Linked DNA regions of Sus scrofa: region 2 is linked to region 1. A link is a contact called in public HiChIP or PLAC-seq data. All regions are on one chromosome and are shown on one strand. Each heading gives the region's core, a stretch centred on a gene start, on an enhancer-like site or on the middle of the called end of the contact. The rest is flanking DNA. Distances are from core to core; before and after follow the strand shown. Region 1 overlaps THSD7B (thrombospondin type-1 domain-containing protein 7B). Region 2 has its middle 16 kb from the start of CXCR4.

Region 1 (4,439 bases), core at 1,236-3,735:
CTCTCTCCCTCACATTGACCCCTGCTTGTGGCCGCCCCCCCCACTCCAAATATCACAGCTGACTTTTTCAATTCCCTCAGCAAATTCTCCCACATCTTCTTTCTTTATATATCCAGAGATACAGACCAAACTAAGGACTATGTTCACTACCGTGGAGAACAAACAATCAATAAATAGAGGTTCCAAGATAACGGAGCGACTGGAGATAGGATAATCCTGCCTTTCCTGGCAGCTGTCAGAACTCACTACAAAAGTGCTGAGCTGAAGACAGCCCAAGATAGCACAAAGAGTGATCTGGGCAGTGGGGTGATAATTGCTCTCAGAAAGAGGACAAAGCTGGGAACAATGGGGCACATTAGGAATACTTATAACCAAGGACAATTAATTCCTTTTTCTGGGAAGTGTGGTGAGAGACAGGAGATTTAACCAAGCCCTCTGCTTTGAGGAGCAAAGTTGTGTGAATGTGTGTATGTGCATCTTCTAGAGCAAGTACACAACTGTCATCAGAATTTCAAAAGGGTCCCAGAACCTTCCTTTCCCCTCCACCGTCCCTCCTCCAAAAGAACGTAAGAGCCATTTGGATGATGCCCAGGAAACTAGATCAAATCTGAAACAGTATGTGACGACAGATCTCCAAAGTGAACAACCAGGTGGTGCATCCCCTGTGGAGATTCTTGGCTTTGTGGCTTCATTTAACTTCTTCAGTTTTCTCCATTCTACCACCTCATAGACAGGAACTCCTTCTTGGTGAGTCCTTCGTAAGTACAGTTTGACAAGGACATCTGGATTTTCAAAGACCCTATCCAAAGCTCCCTTCTCCTAAAACCATCTCTTCCTGCCCTAACACAGACACCTCAAGATCCTGAAGAGGGTCACAAGAGTTCCCATGTGTACAATTGCTTATCTCTACAGTGGACAAATCATTGAGAACAAAACAGGTTTAAACTTTCAAAATTTGAGTAATTTGGGCTGTGGTCATGCGAATCATGAAATGTTAAGTCCTTTCTATTTATTCATGTATTCACTGAACAAGCATTCATTGACCTGGGGACGCTCCATGTGGGATGTCATCCCTTCCTCAGGAATCAGGACACAGTCCACCTTCCCTATTCACAGCAGCCATGTTTAAGCTTGCACACGGTCTAAACCAAGAATGCGCCAGATGACTGTATAAGGCAGTTGTCCTATCCTTCAAAACCCACTTTGAAACTTACTGGCCAATTGTACCCCAAGGATTCCAATGAGGCCCACCTGGAATTGTGGGGAGGATCAAGAAAGTGCAGGCCCAAAAGCACTGTAAACTAGAAAACACTTTATAATGTACTACAACAATGGCCATCTCCTATCCAACTCTTAACAACTCTGAGGTTTGTTTGCTAGTTTGTTTTGGCGGTGGCATGAAAAGAAAAGATACTATCAGTGAAGCTGTGTAAATAACTTTAAAATTTCGAAAGCATTAAAAAATCCTGGAATATTCACTCCTTTTGTGTCTCCAGCACCAAGAGAAGAAACTAGTTTCAGAGAAGGAGTGGGATGAAAATTATGAGCACAATTTGAAGCAAGTAGTCCAGAGGAATGGATATGGGCATCTGAAATATAGTGATGGGCAGAGGTACTCAAAGCCTAGAGAATGGTCAAATTCTGCTCTGAATTTAAAAGAAGGAGAAGAGGAGGAGGAGGAAGGGGGGAGAAGAAAGAAGAAAAAGTAGATACTATAAACAGATCTCAAATCCAAACATTAATTTTGGGCAAGAATTGAGAACCAATTATAAGAACAATTGCTAACATATACCGGTTTGCCATACGCCAAATGCTAAGTATTTTCCATATATGAATTCACTTATGCCTTTGTGAGAACTCTATGATAAGAACTTAAATGAGTTAATAATGTATAGTTCGTAGAACAGCACCTGACACACAGTAAGTTCTCAACACACTGACATTATTATTATTAGCTTCATTTTCTAGGTGTGGAAACTGAGGTCAGAGAAGTGAATTGATTTGCCTAAATTTACTTAGTGAATTTAAGTGGTAGAGCTGAGCTGCCTGATTTTGAAGACTGGGAGAAAAACAACTCCAAGAACCCCTCTGTATTTAAATGTGTACCATTCTTTGAATGACTAATTCAATTCAACAAACATTTTGTAAGTTTCTGCTTGAGAAAGACTCCAAGTTCCAGGAGAAAGGGGATCTGGGTTTTATCCTTACTATCTTTGTATATAACTGACTGTTCTCTCTATAACTAGATGAACTGACTGTTCAGGCATTTGGAAGAATAAGAATTAAGACACAGTAGTACAGATGCTCACAGGTCCGTGGAAAAGGCACTGGCTTAAATAACCTAATGCCTGCCTGGCTGAGATGTACAGTACAACAGAAGGATGTGTTGGGAGGAACAGAAAAAATGAGAAACTATGGATCAGGGAGAAGTGATTTGAGAGAGCTGTCTATCTCAGAGAGTCAATGTTAGGAAGCTCTGAATCATAACCCTGGCAGGGAGGAGGCAGATGCCCTCTTGGTATAATAAGGCCAGGGCTATTATGAGGGTTATTAGTCCACTACAAATAGGGTTAAGGTTTTGTTGATAGGAAGAATACGAACTTCTCCTGTTGACCAGATGGGGGCTTTTGAGAAGAATTAATCCTAGAGGTTGTAAACTGTGTTTCAGTTTTTCGTTTGTTTGTTTGTTTTTGCTTTTTAGGGCCACACCTGCAGCATATGGAAGTTCCCAGGCTAGGGTTCTAATCAGTGCTGCAGCTGCCAGCCTATGCCACAGCCATAGCAACAGGAGATCTGAGCTACATTTGAGAGCTACACCGCAGCTCATGGCAACTCTGGATCCCCAACCCACAGAGCGAGGTCAGGGATTGAAACCACATCCTCATGGATACTAGTTGGGTTTGTTACTGCTGAGCCAAGACGGGAACTCCAGTGTTTCAGAACTTATATTTTGGGAGAAAGCCAACCCAGTCTGGAGTTAAAGCCCCATCATATTCCCACCCCCCCAAATCCTCCAGACCAGATCTCACCCTTGTTCAGCACCAGGGATTGAGGTGTCTAGAACAGGGATACAATGCCCTGTCTCCTCTGCCACCACCACCTCCCTCCCCACCCCAACTTGACCCCACAGAACTGTGGGAAAATCATATTTTAAGGAAATAAAAGGAAGAAAGCTGGGAGATTCAGTAAGCACTCCAAGCAGGAAGTCTTCCTGAGAGAGACTGATGGCCCACGCTGAGGGGACGTGATGTGGGGCCTCAACAGCACCCGTACAGGAGCAGTTATAATACCTCATTCTTAAGGACACTGGAGACATCAAGCGAGCTACTGCATAGCTGCCCAATTGTTGTTGTTGAACATAGCTACTGCAACCAAAACCATTTGGAAAGACATATTACATCTCACATGATAATAGCCAACCCAGTTCCTGTCTCTCTAATTTCCTATATAGAGAGGACAGTCCCTGACCTCAAGGGCCTTGCAACCTTGATAGGGAGATAAGGCTTGGGTACATGTGGCAATACAGGACCAGTGCCCCATGTTAAGTAATGATACTCTTACATAATTACCAGTAAGTGTTCTAATGTGCTTTTATTTACTAGGCACTATCATAAGGACTATAAGTGTGTGTGTGTGTGTGTGTGTGTGTGTGTGTGTGTGTGTTCGTTCAAGAGCCCAGTATGTTAGATACCCAATAACGGTAGTACCATTTTACCAATGAAGAAACTGAGGCACAAAGAGGTTATGTGACCTGCCCAGAGGCCACATGCTTAACCTCCATACTGCTAGTAACACTGATAGTGTTCCACGTTATTTGGCGCCTTTCCTGCAGTGAGCCCAACACTGATTCCAAGCATAGTGTCTTTTTCCATGTTTGATTCTCCTTCAAGGTGAGCTAGTTGCCTGACACTGTCTTCACTGTGTAAATAGCAGGGCAACTCAAGTTTGGCAGGATTATGTTTCAGAGCAGGATGGTGGCCAAGGCTCTAATCTAGACTCAAAGGAGCCATGACCAGCTGAGCTCCTGTCCACCAAAAAGTCAGTGAGGCGGGGTGGACAGTGCCCAGACCTAGAGCCAGGAACGCTGCATCCTGAGCCTAATCTGGCTAGGAGTTGAAGCACATGAACAAGCCATTTAGCCATTTAGACCCCATGATTCTCATCTACAACACATAAAGGGATGGGAGCAGCTCCTGCACCATCTCCCTTAAGCTCTAAATTCCTACTGCAGGATGACCTGCCTAAGCCCTTAGTCAACTCCCAACCCTCCTGGGAAAACAGCTCTAATGCAAAATCTGGAAATAAAAAGGGTTTTCCTAATCTTGTTTGCTATAAAGTTCTTTAACCAAAGAATTAAATGTCGATTGTTTAAGAAGCAGCAGGCAAACTCAAAGCCCCCATAAAGATATCTATAAAAATATTCATAGATGTCACGTCCC
Region 2 (4,439 bases), core at 708-3,207, 63 kb after region 1:
AAGCACTTGGGGTTGCGTTTTCATTTCCACGTTGGGTTTCCTGACTTAACCCCTGAACTGTCTTCTGCAGTTGTCTTCCCACCAGCTCAACGACAACCAGATGGCCCCTTGAGGCCACAGGAAAAGGCAGATCACAGAGCTGGAGGACACTGTGCTGGGATCCCTTCATTCCAGAGATGAAGAAATCAAGCCCCAGAAGAAACAAAGAGATTCATCCCGAAGGATGAAGAACGAAGTCTGTTGCCCTAGATGAACTGTCTTGGATTCCTTTCAGTAATATAGTAACTTGTAACTTAAACAACCACTTGCACCCAACTTGGTGGGGACAGAGCAGGCATAATCTATGCTACTTCCTTTCCTTGCAAAGTAGTCAGCACTGTGCTAAGCCTTGAGAAGGATAAGTGGAAAAGTACCACAGACTCTTGCCCTCAAAAAGTTATAAAACCTTGAAGGTAACAACACATGCACCTTAGGCATAGAAACAATACAAATAAATGCAAAGCGGGGTGCAAGAAGATGCTTAATGGCATAGTACAATGAAAAGTGACATGTTCTCCCTCTTTATTCCTTTCACTCAATTAACTTACTGGTTTTGTCTTCATTTTGAGATCACCTCTTTCAGGAAGCCTTCCCTGGTTTGATGCAGGTTGGACTCTTAAGTGCCTGTGCACTTGTCTGGGTCCCCAAGAACCTCTGAGGATAGGTTCCCGGTCAGCCTTGGGTATCCCCACATTTAGTGCCTGAATCAGAGCCAGTGCTTAGTAAACATTTGGGGAAGAAAGAAGCTCCGTGTCAACTGAGAACCTTTTAGTCATCAAGTGGGATTGGAGATGGGCTCCAAAAGAATTTGAATCAAAGCAGAAGGGGGTCCAGAAATAAGGGGATAATACCTCCCCCATAGAAATGTCACCACAAGCAGTGCTGGTGAGAAGTCAGTGAGGAGCCTCCCTATGAATGAAGTAGTCATCTTTGATGAATAGGATCAGGAAAGTGCTGTTGGTATGTCAGATGAAGCCGGACTTGGACATCAGGGAGGCTAAGTGGATGATGGCAGGGTATGATGAAGGACGATGGGATGCCCTTTAAAAAAAGAGAATTAGATAAAACTCAAACCAGGAGAAAGCTGCAAACAGCAAACCACTCAATTCAGTTTTAGAATCTGATTTTGAGAAGCATCTTCCTACACTTGCAAAGAGCTTTCAGGTTTCCCTTTGGTAGCTGGATTTTTTCCCCCTTCTCAATGTTGACATGTTGACTCCTTCTCGACACCTGAAAAGACAGGCTGAGTTTCACCTTAGGAAAATGCAAAATAGTCAGCTGCAGTGAAGAAAAAAATGAATCGCAATCTCGATCACAGATTTCTTTGAAACAGTGTGTTAAAGTGAATTCTGAAAGGACCACTGACTCATTTTAGCCAGTGAGCCAGAGGTGAGGATTTAATGTGGTGACAGGGACCAAGGAAACCACTTCTCTGTGGGGAACTGATGGGTCTGACTCCTTTTACCTGAATGAATTTACCAAACAAACTGAGTATCATCTTTCACTTGGGGGCACCTGGTAGGCATTTACAAAAAGAAAGGAGTTCCGAGAAGAAGAACTATAATTATCGACAGCAGAGAGGGCTCAGTTTCTGCTCTCTTATGGCTCATCCACAGGGTTATCGAAATCAAGGAGCAAAATAATTTGTCTGGGAAGAGTGTGTGAAGGAGGAACAAAGAGTCCTAAAAAAACAATGGGAGTGGAATATAAAATATGCCCTTCCCCCATGCTGTGTAAAACACAGCCAACATTCATTGTCAACTCACACCATTCTAGCAAGATGTTAACTTGCAGGAAATGCCAGGAAAACAAGAGACTGGAAGAGAGAAGAGGTGTATTCCTATGGACATCTAGCTGCTAGGCAGTCCCTGACTGTTGCTTGTGGCATCTACTCCAAGCTAGAGCAGACTAGGCAGAAAAGTATGACTCATCACTAAGGAAGAGCCTCTGAGCAGACTCAGGATAGTTCTGCTACTCCCCAGGGGAAGGTCACCTGGAGGTTATAGGTTTGGAGACCTTAACAGTCTTGTGGGCTGAGACGTCACTGCACGCAAGGCAGCCAAGCCCCATGCAGATGAGGGTACATCACGTGACTGGCCTCACTAGGGGAGCCATCCCTCTCTTGGGGTACATCTGGGAGCAGATTTGAACTTCCAAGTGGCATCTCAAACAGCCCAAGTCCAGTGATTTTTCGGATCCATGTGACCACAAGAAGAATCTCTCCTAATGAGAGGTTCACTCTCTGGGACCAGGCAGGAGAGGTGGGGGGCAGAGACCTACTGCATTAGAAGCAAGCACTTTGTCACTCACACGCTGGAGCAGCTACAAGAAATGCCCATCTTCCTGTTCGCCACCAGCCTCTGGGAATCACCCCCTGCTATGGAGTGCAAGAGACAGCACGCAAACCTCTGGTTTCTCTGGTCCTAACTCCTTCGCATAAAGAATGATGTGAGCTTCTGATGCCCTGTGCTTCTCCTTCCCCTGCATCCTCAACATGGGCTTTGCTTGGCTTCTAGAGAGTGGTATCCTCAGCCCAGCACCAGCACAGGTGTGCCACCAAGATCAATGGTGATGGCTGGACTGGTGGCAAGAGGGGCACTACTTCACATTATCATCATTTGGATGAGGAAACTGAGGCCCTAAAACATCGATTTGCCCAGAGCCCTCAGTTGGTGAATCTACATCATTAGCTCCAGAGCCCAAGCTCTTAACCCAACTGATAACACCCCTTTGCCTAAGGTAGACTGGATGGATGAAGGATTTGGGTGTGTCAGAACCTTCCTGAAGAACATGCCCCCTCTCCTGATTTCAACAGCATCAGGCTCCTACCGTTGGGCTCTGTGCCTGCTTTGTGTTTGCCAAGCTCAACTGTGAGTTCAAGGTCATAACTGTTTACCCCTCCTCAAGAGCTCGTCACACCCAGTGTTCCCCGGTTTCATTTGTACACTGGGGCTCCAACTGTCAGTCCCCAGCCGGCACAGTGGTTTCACTTCCCTGGGCCCTAATTCATCCGTTTTTTAAAATAGGGATCTATCTACCAGGGTGGGTGTGAGAAGTAAGAAAAGGGGCAAAAATATAAAAGCCGCAGGAACCTCACCATGACACTGTTCATGCATTAGTGAACACTTCACAAACAAAAAGCCTTATAACCAGGTATTTGTAATTTTTTCATAGCAGTTTTCTGTCTCAACTCTGGCTGACATCAGAGTCACCTAGAGCATTTGTTAAAAGTGCAAATACCAAAGGCCCTGCCTCAGTCCTACCAAATCAGAAACACCAAGGTTGAGGCCCAGGGATCTGAATTTTATGTACTAGTAGTACTAATTAACTTACCTAGTCATCAAATTAGTAGTAGCACTAATTAGCTAGCCTGGTAGTCAAACTAGTACCTGGTAGTAGGACCTATTGTGTAGGGGCCTGGGCAGAAGCAGATGTTCACCCTTCCATAAGGTTCCATTAGGGATTCTTGCCTAGGATGGAACTAGAAGCTGCCTCCCAAATAATAGCCTTCTTACTTTGTTGGTTCTTGATCGGCTCCCTGCTGTAAGCCAAGTGGCACTGGTATACAGAGAAATATTCCTTCCATCCCATTCCATTCTGGTTATCTCCCAAACTCTTTCCCTGGCAGCCCAAGCAGGGGTAGTCTTCAGACACAGACAAAACTCTGCTCCCTCCAGACTGCTTTTTCTCTGCCAAACGAGAAGATCACTTTTAATAACCACAAAGTTTCACGAACCACCAGACAAAAGCTGATCATATCATTAGTGTCTGATGGTGAAGAACATGCTTAAACCATACACACAAAACCCCAAACCAAACAGAACTATGAATTCAAGACATTTTCAAATAAATTTGGCATTTTATTCAAGACAACACCATCCACATGCATTTGAAAGGTTGCAGCATATTATTTATTTGGTCGGAAGTAAAATTTGGGACTTGGGAATATTTGGACCCTTTAGAGTAACATCCCTGGAAGTCCATTGCCCAAAGATTGGGAATCAGTATGTGCTGCCCTGTCAGAGTCAAAGCCCAATGGCCCATATACCCTGCACTCACTTGCTCCTCAACAGCAAAGAGCCTCCACATAATCCAGTTGTGGAACAGCCATATTTGAAAGTAGCCACAAATGCAAACCCGAAGGACAATTTTAGGTCAAGAAGGAAAGAGAAAATGGATCTGAAAATAAACTCTGCCTATAGCAAATCACATCTAGGGCCAACCTTGAGCCTCATTCAGGAACCAAAGCTAGACACTCAAAGGTAGACCAGAACGCTCAACAAAACAGCTCATAATATTATAGGAGTAAAGGTCTGGAAGCAAGAGTGCCTGTTTTCCTTTAAAATGACTGTGGCACAACTTACAAATAAAGACACAAATTTAGAGCAAATTACTTTCAT

The links. HiChIP or PLAC-seq counts read pairs in DNA pulled down with a chosen protein or histone mark.
Region 2: an H3K27ac HiChIP or PLAC-seq map of alveolar macrophages shows a contact between it and region 1. The contact joins two enhancer-like sites. A contact is called at or near these places in 2 of 5 promoter capture datasets (fetal skeletal muscle and liver), 1 of 47 Hi-C or Micro-C datasets (blood) and 1 of 2 datasets of contacts at active chromatin or transcription factors (alveolar macrophages).

What each region holds. Positions count from the first base shown.
Region 1 is chr15:15,581,951-15,586,389 of Sscrofa11.1, forward strand. The region is part of intron 2 of THSD7B (thrombospondin type-1 domain-containing protein 7B); the gene reads right to left. Among named protein-coding and RNA genes, the nearest start is that of THSD7B, 26 kb to the right of the region's middle. Within about 2 kb of position 2,486, at least 1 of the 83 cell types and tissues checked has an H3K27ac peak or open chromatin away from gene starts, as enhancers often do. A contact at or near this core is called in alveolar macrophages, where this site is marked.
Region 2 is chr15:15,645,349-15,649,787 of Sscrofa11.1, forward strand. No RefSeq gene overlaps it. Among named protein-coding and RNA genes, the nearest start is that of CXCR4, 16 kb to the right of the region's middle. Within about 2 kb of position 1,958, at least 8 of the 83 cell types and tissues checked have an H3K27ac peak or open chromatin away from gene starts, as enhancers often do. A contact at or near this core is called in alveolar macrophages, where this site is marked.